Linked DNA regions of Sus scrofa: region 1 is linked to region 2. The links are chromatin contacts, called in public Hi-C maps. All regions are on one chromosome and are shown on one strand. Each heading gives the region's core, a stretch centred on a gene start, on an enhancer-like site or on the middle of the called end of the contact. The rest is flanking DNA. Distances are from core to core; before and after follow the strand shown. Region 1 has its middle 88 kb from the start of PIK3R1. Region 2 has its middle 200 kb from the start of PIK3R1.

Region 1 (6,016 bases), core at 1,778-4,277, 110 kb after region 2:
GGAGGCCAGAGATGGTGTTTTACCAAAAAAGATCAGTGTGACTGTAGCACAGAGAAGAAGAAGAATTTGTAGAATTTAACAATAAATCCTCACTTCTCAGTATCACCAATTTCCAGAATAACCAATTCACCAGTTGTTTAGTTCATCAAAAACTTAAAAATATTATAGCAAACCATTTCCGTAAATGGTTGCAACAGCTTTTAAAGATGTTTCTCACCATTTAGTTTGAGTTGAGGCAGTTTGAAATTCGCAAGAAATGCTCAGTCCCCAAATTATAAACCCATAGATCCTAAGTAGAGAATCTTTGGCCGATTCTTGGAAATGAAGTTAAATAACTTTGGTGAATTTAAACTAACTGGAAACTAATGGAAAGCTGTGTTTGTATGTAGTTTTAAATTGTTGTAACTGTTTTTCCCCAATATCCTCTCATGTACTACCAATGACATTTATTATTCTTTTTTGTCAACCCACATCTGAATCCCCCTTCAGTGGGGAAGTTCCCTAATGAGGCTGGAATGCTAAAAATACCAGCTACTCAATTCCTTGGCTGCTCTGGCAGCTACATGATTTGCTGTAAAACTTATAAAATGGTATAAGCATTACTTTAAAAAAAATTAAATACTGTTGGCAAAGAGTTTGGAATGCTCTTTCACTAGATCTTTTCATGGCTACCTTCCCAAACCCCCCTCACCACCCCCAATAAAAAGTTGCTTCTGTCCACACAATATATGGATTGATTGATCATAAATGTTAAATAGAAGCATTCTAAGAAACGGAAGTCAATGAAAACAATGAAATGAAAACCAGTCAACTAAAATGTGGCAGAAATCATCAGAAGCTGTTTAAAAATCTCACCTAATATAAACCGCCACAAACTTTATGGTTAAAAAAAATATATACTAAAATTCCCCCCAAATGTGTATCTTTGGGATAATTGGTTTCCTGATTCAGTGTGTTTCCAGTGAATCAGTTTTTGGCAACCTGACTTAGAACTAAATAAGGACCAAGAGATGGGAGGTAGAGCGATGTCAAGGCACCAGGCTCTGCACCCTTTCCCAGTTGTACTTAGGAGTCTAGACTCAATCCTGAGAGCATCTATGTATCCTTGAAGGAAATTGACTTGGTCTTATTACATTTTAGAAGGTCTGGGCCAGATAACCTTAACGGTAGTTACATGGAACGAGAAATAGAAGAACTATTGGGAAGATGATAAATTGTTTTATCTTTGCTTATGTGACTTCTCTAGTGAAACAGCAATCATGCATTGATTGGGGTGGAAAAGGAGGGATAAAAATTTAAAAAACTTCTCACGTTTTCCTTGGATTTTGTATACACAGAGGTAACAATTGTTAGATAGCTATTTGCACCTTTTTTATACTTCTTGATCCTTTTTGCTCTATCCTCAGTAATAAAAGTTAAAATTAATATTCTACTATCAGAAAGTTACCTTTCTGCATGATTCTCCCAGTAATTTTGAATATTGCACTTGGTTACTGAAATAATCTCTTCTAATAACTGGCATTCATCAGATGGCCACTTAGTAATTCACTATTGGTGTGAGATTTCAGTTACCTGCTTCACCAGTGTATCTCAAAGCATGTTTCCTTGGTCCACCAGCAGCATTTTCACCTGACATGCTCGTTGAAAATGCAAATTCCTGGGACCCAAGCCAGCCCTACTGAATCTGAATCTGTGGGGTTGGAGCTCCAGGGTCTGCATTTTTTTTTTTTTTTTTTTTTAAGGGCTACACTCGTGGCATATGGCTGTTCCCAGACTAGGGGTCGAGACAGAGCTGTAGCCTCCGGCCTACACCACAGCTCACAGAAACGCCAGATCCTTAACCCACTGATCAAGGCCAAGGATCGAACATGCATCCTCATGGATACCAGTCGGGTTCGCTAACCCCTGAGCCACAATGAGAATTCCCAGGATCCGCATTTTAATGAGCTCTGTCTGTGACCTTTAAGCACAGTGATGTCGGGGGACTCCTTCCTGAGTTAGTGCGCCCCTATTTCAGTTGGGTTGGAATCACCTAGGAGGTTCATTGGACATATAGCCATGGATAACTCCCAGAGTCTGATTGTGTCTGACTCTTGTGTCTGACTGGGCTGGGCTCAGTCTTTTAAGTCCCAGGTACATCCAGCAGGATGGGTGGCTTCACTTTGTACACGTGATGGCCCACATGCAAGTGCTCTCAAAGAAATGACAGCACTTTGCACAGAGTCCCTCTTCTCTCTGGAACATGGTTGGGTGAGCCTAGATGTGTCTTACCCTCTGAAATTCACAATGTGGGGAGGTTTGTTGTGAATCCAAAAAGAAATCTGCCTGAATTTCAGCAGAACGTCTCAATGTATGTGATATACATCGAAGGGAGCAATAGAGAAGCTAGAATAAGTTCTAGCAACTAGAGTTTGCCATGACCCTAGTGGGGTTTCTCTTTTTTTAAAGATAACCTGAATTGTATTTTAATATCTTTGAAGATTGCAAATTAAATCTTATCTTCATGCAACCAAAAATTATATATTTATATTTATGTATATAGACACACATCCCTTTTCTTAAGTGAAAGCAGAAGTGAAGTTACAACTAATAAAGTACTGAAATATGGTTTTTCTGATATGCTAAGGTCCTAATGGCATTTCAGAAAGAGAAGCTGTCCTCTTTACAGCATTAAAAGTAGAATTTCAAACAAATGATTATTGCCTGGCATGAAAAGCAGGTGACATCCTGGATGGCAAATGAGAGCAAAAGCTTGAGAGGGCGCATAAACTATCAAGAGCTTGGTAGTAGCTAATGATAATTGATTCTCTTAGAGACTAATACATAAAGATAGCAATATGTTGTATTATGCTTGGCACGCTTGGTACCACAAAACGGAGAAAGAAAACCTGAAATTTGAGTCAGCAATCCTAGCTGGAAAAGTCACCTTAAAAGGTGACTCTGAACTAATTTTTTCATGAAATCAAGCGTTGCATCAGACGTAATCACTAGCCTTCAGCTCGGGACAATGCGGTAATCGCCGGCGGGGAAAGGTGGATTATCAGCTTTCAGGCAGCTGAAAAGTCAGGTGGCACCAACCTTGTGAAGTGGGTCAATATTTGGACAATTGATTTTCTCTCTCTTCCCTCAGTCTTCAAATGTTAAAGGGCCAGAGAAAAGGGCAGAAGACTTTTGAAAGTTAAGAACAACAGAAAAGAAGGAGAGCACGAGTTACTTTTAAGTTATTACAAAGAACCCAAATTTTAGTTATTAAAATAAAAATTTCAGGCTTGTGAGGCAAACTAAAATTTATTTAGTGCAACTTATTTGTCTTATAAATACAGGAACACATGATCATCTGGAGTGAAAATGTTGTTACTTGAATTTATTTCTCAAATATGGGTTCTGCTGGAGCTCTTCCACTGACTTTCAGGGTCTCTTTGAGATCTTATCTTTACATAAAAATTCAACTGAGTTTTTTCCCAAAAACCATCTCTTACTTTAAATTATGGTCTTGTCTTTTTTTTTTTTTTTTTTTTAATGAAAAGGTGTTGCCCTATCAGAAACAAGTGTAGAAATTAAAATTATTTGAAACATGAACCCTGTGAAATTCTAATGAACACTTGCAATGTACCAGACCCTGGGTCCATGCCTGGGCCTAAAGGAACTGAGAGCTCAGTGAGGGAAAACAAATACCTGAACAAGTATTTAACAAATAGTTTTAATAAAATGTGGTGTTATGATATAGGTACATAAATGATGTGAAATGAATTAGAAGTGAAACATCTTGAAAGAATAGAAATCAATATGATCTGGGAGTTCCCGCTGTGGCTTAGGGAGGGGTAACAAACCCGACTAGTATCCATGAGGATGCAGGTTCAATCCCTGACCTTGCTCAGTGAGTGGGTCAAGGATCCAATGTTGCCATGAGCTGTGATGTAAGTCAAAGATGTGGCTTGGATCTAGTGTTGCTGTGGCTGTGGTGTAGGCCGGCAACTGCAGCTCCAGTTTGGACCCCTAGCTTGGGAACTTCCATCGGCCACGGGTGCGGCCCTAAAAACAAAAAAATCAATATAATTTGAAAGATTTGGTGGCCACATTTATAAAGAATGATGTTAGTAAATCACCTTCATTGCATTTATCCAAGTCAAGAAGACCAAATAAAAGCTTTCAGTAGTGAAAAGCAGATAAAAATGGAGGCAAAATCTTCATTTCACAGACTGTAATTTCTAGATTGGATTATGAAAAAGAAAATACCTCATGGTAGAAAGAAATATGAACAGTATAGTACTTAACATGGATCAGCAGGAATGATGCTGGAGATACGGAGCTAATAAGCTTGGTCCTTGAGTGGCTCAGTCTTGAAAGACACAGGCAATAACAAACTATAATGTTGTTTAAATGTTATACTACCTGAAGCACAGGTGGCTGGGGTTATTATTATTATTATTATTATTATTATTTCTTTTTCTTGAATCTGTATTGGCTAGCAGAGAGAAATCTACTTGGAGAATACCAAGAAAAAGTACAACCATTGTTAGGAGTAGAAGCCCAAACCCCAGAAATAGGAAGCAGAAGAGAATACACATTCTTTAGCCTCCTCTGAGTTGCTGAGGATCTGGCAGGTGTGAATTTGCATACAAGTAACCACTTCAGGTAGACACAGGTCAGCACCTGCATCCACAAACACAGGTGGTTGGGCAGCATTTTTGAAAATTTAGCTACTAAATTACAGTCTCCTGTTCCTACCCTATGTTAATCTGTTTTATTTTCTATGCTCCTTATAAAGAACTGGGAATTTAAAACCAGTCAAAAGGCAAAGAAACCCAAATAAGATTAATTCCTGGCTCTAGTAGTTCTTCAGCTCTGATTATGCATTTGCTAAAGTGCAAATTCCTGGGACCATCCCATAGATACAGAATGAAATCCACTGGGTGTGGGGCCTGGAGGTTCTCTTTGGCTCCCCCCACCCGAGGCACCTCAGAAGGCTCTGATAGAGGTAGTTTATAAACGCCACTTTGATTATGCAAACCTGTATAAAATCAAGTTTTATGGTCCAAGCATGAGGTAATGTTTCAGCCATGTTTTTTTAATAATTAAAATTATAGTTTTAAGTTAACTAATTAATATGGCCACTGATCTTTGTTACACAACTTCACACAGGGAACTTAGAGTAAAAAGTGCCATGTTTCCCTCTATTGCCCGCCCCCCCAATTCTACATTCCTAATTGTTGGGTGCATACCCTTTCAGATGTGTCTCTGTACAATTTCTGTAAGTATGATACAATTAAGTTTTACTTTTTTTCACTTGAAACAATAACCTTTTCTCAAGGTGTAGAGATTTTACAAGTTAGAACTTATAAACACATTGCATTCTTTCCCTCTGTCCTTTAATAATCTAGGATAGAAGTGCTATAATTGGCTTAATTATTTCTAACAGATGTACCTTTAGGTTATCCCGCCCCCTTTTTTGTTACCACAGCAAGCATTTCAGTGAAACCTCTTTATGAATGCCTGTCTGTGTGAGTGTGCAAGAATTTCTTACGGTTAGCCACCTAGCAGAATTTTTGAGTCAAAAAGGTATACACATTTTAAGTATTGTTTGCCTTCCTACTCTATTCCCAACTCCTGGTCAAAACTAATTATTCTTCTTCTTTATTTATTAACCAACCTGGTGGGAGGAAATTATCTCATAATTTTAATTTGCATTTCCCTAACCATTACTAGATTGAGGTTCTTTTGAGAAGTAGGTGGGTCATCTGTGTTATTTCTGTGAATTGCCTGCTCATATTCTTTGCACATTTCTCCACTTAGGTTTGCTTCCTTTTGTTATTTATGGGCCATTTTAAATAGCCTGGGTGGTCAGGCTACCTGGGAAATAATGAGAGAAGTAAGAAAAAAAATCAATGACAGTATTAATATGGTTGGGGCTGTAAGTATGAAATTAATAAAAAAGTAACTTAAAATAGTATTTATATATTTACGATGCCTACTGTCATTCAGAGCTGTTTTCTATTTTTATGTGGTCACATATGAT
Region 2 (6,411 bases), core at 1,118-3,617:
CCACAAATGCTTACATTGAGAAAAAGTTGCATGGTCACAAATGAACTTCTAACAATGCCAGCAAACATGCTGACATGGCAGCTCATTTCTGACAGGGTCATAGCTAGATTGTATAGGGGAATCATGAGGGATAGTGGCGAGGAAAAGCCCTGAGTTTGCCTGCAAGCTGTTGGCCAGTGATGTCAGTCATTAGCTCCCAGTTCCATACCACATGCCACAGCGTGATAAGTACCATCATCTGTGTCACCATCATTGGCATCATTACCACAGGAATTGAGTTCCTTCCAGTTGAAACCTCATGATAGTTTATTTCTTGATTTATGAGCTATTTTTCCACCCTAAGGTATGCCTGATTGATATACCTGTTCTTGGCATGGCAAGATTTCTGTGGAAAGAAAAAAGTAGCCAAAAGTAGTTCATTATTCAACCATTAAAGGAATGAACAGCTCATGGTCACCAGGACAAGCAATATACAAGTCATTTAAACTTTTTTAAAAAATATATTTAAAAACCTTTAATATTTATCCTTTTACCACATCAAAATTCTTCAAAAATTAAAGATTTAAAAAAAAAACTTCTTGCTGTATATCTGAGAGATCATACCTCTTCCTTCCTGAAAATCCTTTCAAGATGCTTCCAGAAGCCTGGCCTGATCCTGGAAGGATTTGGGAGTGATTCACAGTATTTAGAAGACCCAGTGCTCCCTGATGGCCTTCCTGTCTTAGGCATTCCTTGTAATCTGCAGCTCCCACAATCTGCAGTGGATATAATCCAGGCCTCAAAGCACCATCCTGCAAGCAGGAAGGATGGTTACAGCAGGCATGAAGACCACAGAAGGAAGACCAAAGATGGGCAGGCATTGAAAGAAGCAGCAAGAAAAACTGAAAGCTTCTTCACAGTAATAAGAACCCTGACATGTTCGCCTTAAAAACACAGGGGAAGCATGTTGAATCATAGTGCAGCAAAAAGAAAGAGAAACAAGACCTCAGTCCTGTTGAATTAGCCCTTCCTCTTCTGTGCCTCTATTTCAGCAGAATTCAGAATGACCAGTGGCAAGGTGGAAGAGGCCTCCAGGTCAAGACAAAGGGGGCTTCTGCTTCAGGGAACCATGTTGCATTTCCCAAAAGTAGTACTCATTGACCCCTGAAAATCATGGAAATGAGAGTGTGACTATCTCTCTGTTCAGAACAGCCATCCTGGAGGACCTCAGGCTTTTGAACTGGAAGCAACCATATCTAGGTATATCAAGGTGACAAGTGTCATGCTCCTCCTGTACAACTTGCCATTCCTGTAGATACAGATGAAGAGTCTCTTAAGACAACAATTGCTGCTGATGGTGTAATTTCACACGTTCACAGATCACTAATGGGGAAGAAAGGATAATGAGAACTTGGATGCCCGGGTTTCTGGCTACCTCAGAACTCTAGATATTTGAGTGCCTTTCTGGTGTCAGTGATTCCAGTGGCTTGCTTCACTATGGAAAACCCAATTTTGCCTTTCTTTAATGTTATTTTGGCAAGTTAGAAGTTTAACAACCTCTTTAGAAACCAATCTCTGCATTTGGTTTTAAGTATATGTAGGTGTCCATACAGTTTGATGTTATTAATCCCAAAGGAGTGGGTTTGAACTGAGTTGACTATTTTTCATCATGACGTAAAGTTGTAGCAACAAGCACGTAGTTTTGTAGAGATTTATTTGCATTTTAGGGACTAGGAAGTTCATATTCAAAACTTAAGGAAGAGGGAAAAGGAAGAAAGGGAGGGGAAGGAGGAGATGGAAAGGAAGGGACGAGGAAGAAGTAGGTAGAAACAAGGTGGGGTGACCAGGAGGAAAGAAAGAATATCTGAGAACAAGGTAGCAAAGCATCCTTTTGAAAGGTGGCTGAAAGAAGTGATATTGTTGCAAAGCCAGTGAGTGCCCTGAGGCTGCAGGAAGAGGCATGGATAGGTAGATATGAATCCACTCCTGGCAGCCCCCAACATTCAAGACCATTCCTCTGGTCTTCTGTGGGCAGAGGAGCTGCCACAGACTAGGACTCAGCAATGAGAAGGAGGATAAGAAGGTGGTCCATTCTCCTGGGCCAGGCCCAGCTGATAGCAGTCCTAGCCAAGACTGCTTCTGGGCAAAGAACTTGCTTAATGGGCCCCCACATCACCAGCACTCACTAAATGTTGAAGAACACAAATACTGGGATCACTTTTAAAATTGCTAGCTGTTTCTCTTCAAATGTGGGTTGAATTTTCTTTCGCAATACGAACTATGTTCCTGCCAATTTTAAAGTTTACAGCTCCAGCTGTTAGGGAGTTATGTAAGAGCAAAATGATCAAAGGGCTTCAAGAGTGGAAAATGCATTTTTCCCCTTGGTTGCATAACTCCCGCAATGGAATGGGCGATGTAATCGAAGCATCACTGGCCCACCGCTCCTGCCCATCACTGCTACTTCTACAAGTGGGAGAAAAAAAAATCACCTTGGAGGGGGAACCAAGGACATAAAAAATATTTGTTGGACTCAAATTTAGAGTGCCCAAGCATTTTTGCAAAGAAAGTTGCAAGTAACTGAAACAGGTTAAAGGAGAAACGAAATTCCCCTCAACTCTAGGGGAGCTTTCTGTAAAAATATGAACTTGGTACATCAAAAATATAGTTTGTTATATATAGGCACCATGATATTCTAATATCAGTATTTTATGAATACCATTCTTCCTATTGGTTTTTTAGTCCTTTCAGAAAAGGTAACTTACCTTTTGACCTGGTGTCCCCTGGCCCTGGCATACAATACGATCTGATCAATATATCAAATGCCTAAATAAGGATTATTGAAAATGTAACTTTAGCTGTGTATCTGCAGAAGCCTAGACATGATGCAGTGACAATGTTTGCAAGGAAGAGGCAGAGGCTTGATAAAGGCCAAACAGGTGTTATTTTTTTCTGATTTCCTTTTTTCCATATGGATCTAATTCAAAAAGAATAAGAAAAATTGAGCAAAGTCAGGTGAGAGAAGTGGGCAAAGGCAATGGTCTCTGTAAGCCCTTAGCAATAACTACAGAATATCCTGGGGGCTTCAGATACCAGTGGTTTGTCCTATGCATTTCTGGAAATATCAGCTACCAGACTGTCTTAACCCCTGCCCATAATCCCAGTGAGTAGTTGTGAAAAGCCAGGGCCCAAGTGACCCCATATGCCCCTAAGAATGGCCTGATCACCACTTGTCAAATTATATTCCAGATCCAGGACACACTCAGTCAATGAACAGCATAATTAGATTTATAAGACCTACTTCAAAAATCCAGGGAGATCCATACTCAGTGGATAGATTCCATTCCCCATCCGGAGGTGGTGGTAGGGGAAGCTAGAGATGAATTCCAAAGAGCTAGTGAAGGGTACCAGGAGGGCAGCAGGATGAGGGGACAGGATGGCCCTTGCTAACTTTCAGAGGCACTTGCCTCTCCTTTGTGGTGGGATTGGCACTTCCTGCATCCTTGCTGTTTCCACTCCACCACCCCTACCTGGCCCTTCCATTTTTCTGGTCTGGATCACCTGTTGAAGAGAGCAGAGGATTCCTCCACTGGAAAGATGTTCAATTAGAAGACTCTAAGACCCTTCTACCTTTCCAATTCTCCATCTGTATATATTTTAACAACCGTCTCCTGGATCTGTATTCACCCTGCATCTTTCAGGACCCTTCCCTACTCTATAGAAACCTTGGATTACTTTCACTGTCCCGCTCAAAGGCTGAAAACGTCCTCCCACCTTCCCCTAGCCTATTGGATGAAGGTCCCCCTGCTTAGCCTGGCTGTCATCAGCCTTTACAGCTGTGGCCTAAACCTTCCTCTTCTGTCTTATCTGTTCTCCTGCCTGGGAACACCTGCTCCATCTGAATCCTGCCCATCTTTTGACATCCCATCCAAGTAGAGTTTATCTCATTTCTTCAGGCCACTGTGATATTTCAGGCCCCCGAATTCCTGTGGAAGGTACTCATCTTTCTGCCTTCCTGGACCCATGGGTTAACTATGTGCACATCATAGTGGCTCCTAAGGTCACAGAACTTAAAGGGAACTCCAGTAGCAATGCAAGCACTGAGATAGTCAGAGGCCCACATCTCAGGGTCAGCCTGGCCATTCGATGTCCTTGTCATTCTGCTCAAGTGATTTCCAACCCAGTATGGGGAGGGATAGTTACATGACTTAGTAAGACATGCCAGAAGGCTGGGACCCCAGATTGTCTTAACCATATATTCAGTAGTATAACTTTATGTCTTGGAAAACAAATTAATTTTGTAGCAAAAATTATAGAAAGTAAAGTTTAATCAAATCTTGGCTGCAGAGTGCCACTAGAAATTGACCCTGTTTTGTGAGGATTGATGATTCTTCATCAAAAGTTCAAAGCTTGGCACCACCCCCTGCTTAAGGGATAGGGTAGATCAGAATTTCCAGGAAACATGAGATTTTTGTGGTTATTAAAATGTTAAAAGGTTAAGAAAACTAGCAGCTTACTCTATCTTAAAATATTACTTTATGTAGTGGGGGAGAAAACAATAAATTAACAGTGGGGTTCTTGTGAAAATTTAAGACAAGATCTGTGAAAGTATTTGCAAACAGTAAGGTTCTATTTAAATGTAACATGTGAGTATATATGAGAGGTTCTCATTATCTGAGGTTGATTAGTACCAGAAAAAGCTTAAGCTGAATCCCTTTAAAACAGGGACAAAGAGGACATAGAAAACGGTGGGAAATGAAAAGTTCAATTTAAACTTGGCTTTCAAAATTAAAACTAAAAATTATGAAGGGGATTTATTTATTTTACATCTAATACATTTTAGATTATTATCATGGCTATGTGCTAAATCTTAGAACAAAGAATTAAGAAAATATTGGGGATTTTTGGTGTAATTTATCTAACAAAATTGCATCATAGCACAATACAATTAGTTTTACTTCATGTTTGGGTTTCTCAACATGCTCATAAAAAGAATTTTTTGCGAAAACATTCAAAGATTTATCAATTTTCTAAAACACTGCTTTTTCTCTGGGAATTCCAACATGTCATTATTATTGTCAATTTTCTTTTCTTCAATAATCAACCGATAAAACCCTGCTAGAATTTCATTTGTCAAGAACTTTCTGTCTGACTATACTGCCAACATCTCTTTCATCAGTTATAAAATTCTGAGTACTTTCTAAATTTTTTTCCTTTTTTGCATTGTTCTCCCAACATATTTTTGATGGATTATAATATCAGCTCGTTACCAAAGTTACTATTAAACAATGACATTGGGATTATGAGTGAAGGTAGATATTAAACAATGAAGAATGTTGGAATGGGTCAATTCATGTGATAAATGGTCAGTTTATTAGGTTTGTGGTGTGTGTGTGTGTGTGTGTTATGATGACTTGCTTCCCTCTGCAGCTTGGCACTTGAAAAGGTTTGGATAATGAATTCTTAGGTTATGGGGACTCTGTCTCAGTTTTTGTATTTTTTAATAGTCACATACTTAATGTCTTACTGAAATAAGTGCTTGGTTACTTTTGACTGAATAAAGAATTGATGGATCAAGTGAGCAAATAAGTGGAGAAATAGGAGGAAATGAACAACGATCAGCTCTAGTTTTATACTGCAGAATTTACTTTTTGGTAAGAAAGCCACACACAGGAATAGCTAATCTCAGTGAGATAAAACAAACACAACAACAAAGATGAAAAGGATGTGAGACTTAGACCTGATTTCTCCATTTACAAAACAGCATCAATTTGTCCAGGGTTCCTGATGAAAACGTGTAGGTTCTTGCTGGGTCTGTCCCTTGGCAGAGTAATGAAGGAGGAATATCTATAAAAATAAAAATAATTGTGGTGAAAACTGGCATCTACCCTTTTTCCTTATACACATTCTTTTAGAAATTCTGACCTCAGGGAGTCCAGGGGGGCTACAAAACTAAAGTATAAACACATCATCTCATGGAAACATTTCCTTTAAGAGTTGGAGAGAAGAATTATATTTTCGAATAGAATACAAGCTGGCTATATACTTGTATAATAAAACTTGTTTTCTAAGAAATTTTACTTTTGCAGAAGGTCTTGAGGCTACATCTATAAGAAGCACCCCCACACACACCCTTTAGGTGCTCCCCTACACTTGAGTGAAAAATTTTAGAAAACTCTCCATCTGTCATGTTATCCTCTCAACTCTATTACACAGACATCATTATTTTTGGTTTGCATATGAAGAAACTCAGCTATAGAGAAGTTTTTTTTTAATTTTTAATTATAGCTGACTTACAATGTTCTGTCAATTTCTGCTAGACAGCAAAGTGACCCAGTCATACACACAAACATACATATATATATATACACACACACATTTATACATATATATATATACATTCTTTTTCTCAAATTATCTTCTATCATGTTCTAT

What was found. Hi-C and Micro-C count contacts between places; a contact is called where the count stands out from the background.
Region 1: a contact with region 2 is called in a Hi-C map of liver, with 2.4 times the contacts expected there. The contact joins two enhancer-like sites. A contact is called at or near these places in 4 of 47 Hi-C or Micro-C datasets (liver and skeletal muscle) and 1 of 2 datasets of contacts at active chromatin or transcription factors (alveolar macrophages).

The regions. Positions count from the first base shown.
Region 1 is chr16:46,344,189-46,350,204 of Sscrofa11.1, forward strand. No RefSeq gene overlaps it. Among named protein-coding and RNA genes, the nearest start is that of PIK3R1, 88 kb to the right of the region's middle. Within about 2 kb of position 3,028, at least 4 of the 83 cell types and tissues checked have an H3K27ac peak or open chromatin away from gene starts, as enhancers often do. A contact at or near this core is called in liver, where this site is marked.
Region 2 is chr16:46,230,899-46,237,309 of Sscrofa11.1, forward strand. No RefSeq gene overlaps it. Among named protein-coding and RNA genes, the nearest start is that of PIK3R1, 200 kb to the right of the region's middle. Within about 2 kb of position 2,368, at least 13 of the 83 cell types and tissues checked have an H3K27ac peak or open chromatin away from gene starts, as enhancers often do. A contact at or near this core is called in liver, where this site is marked.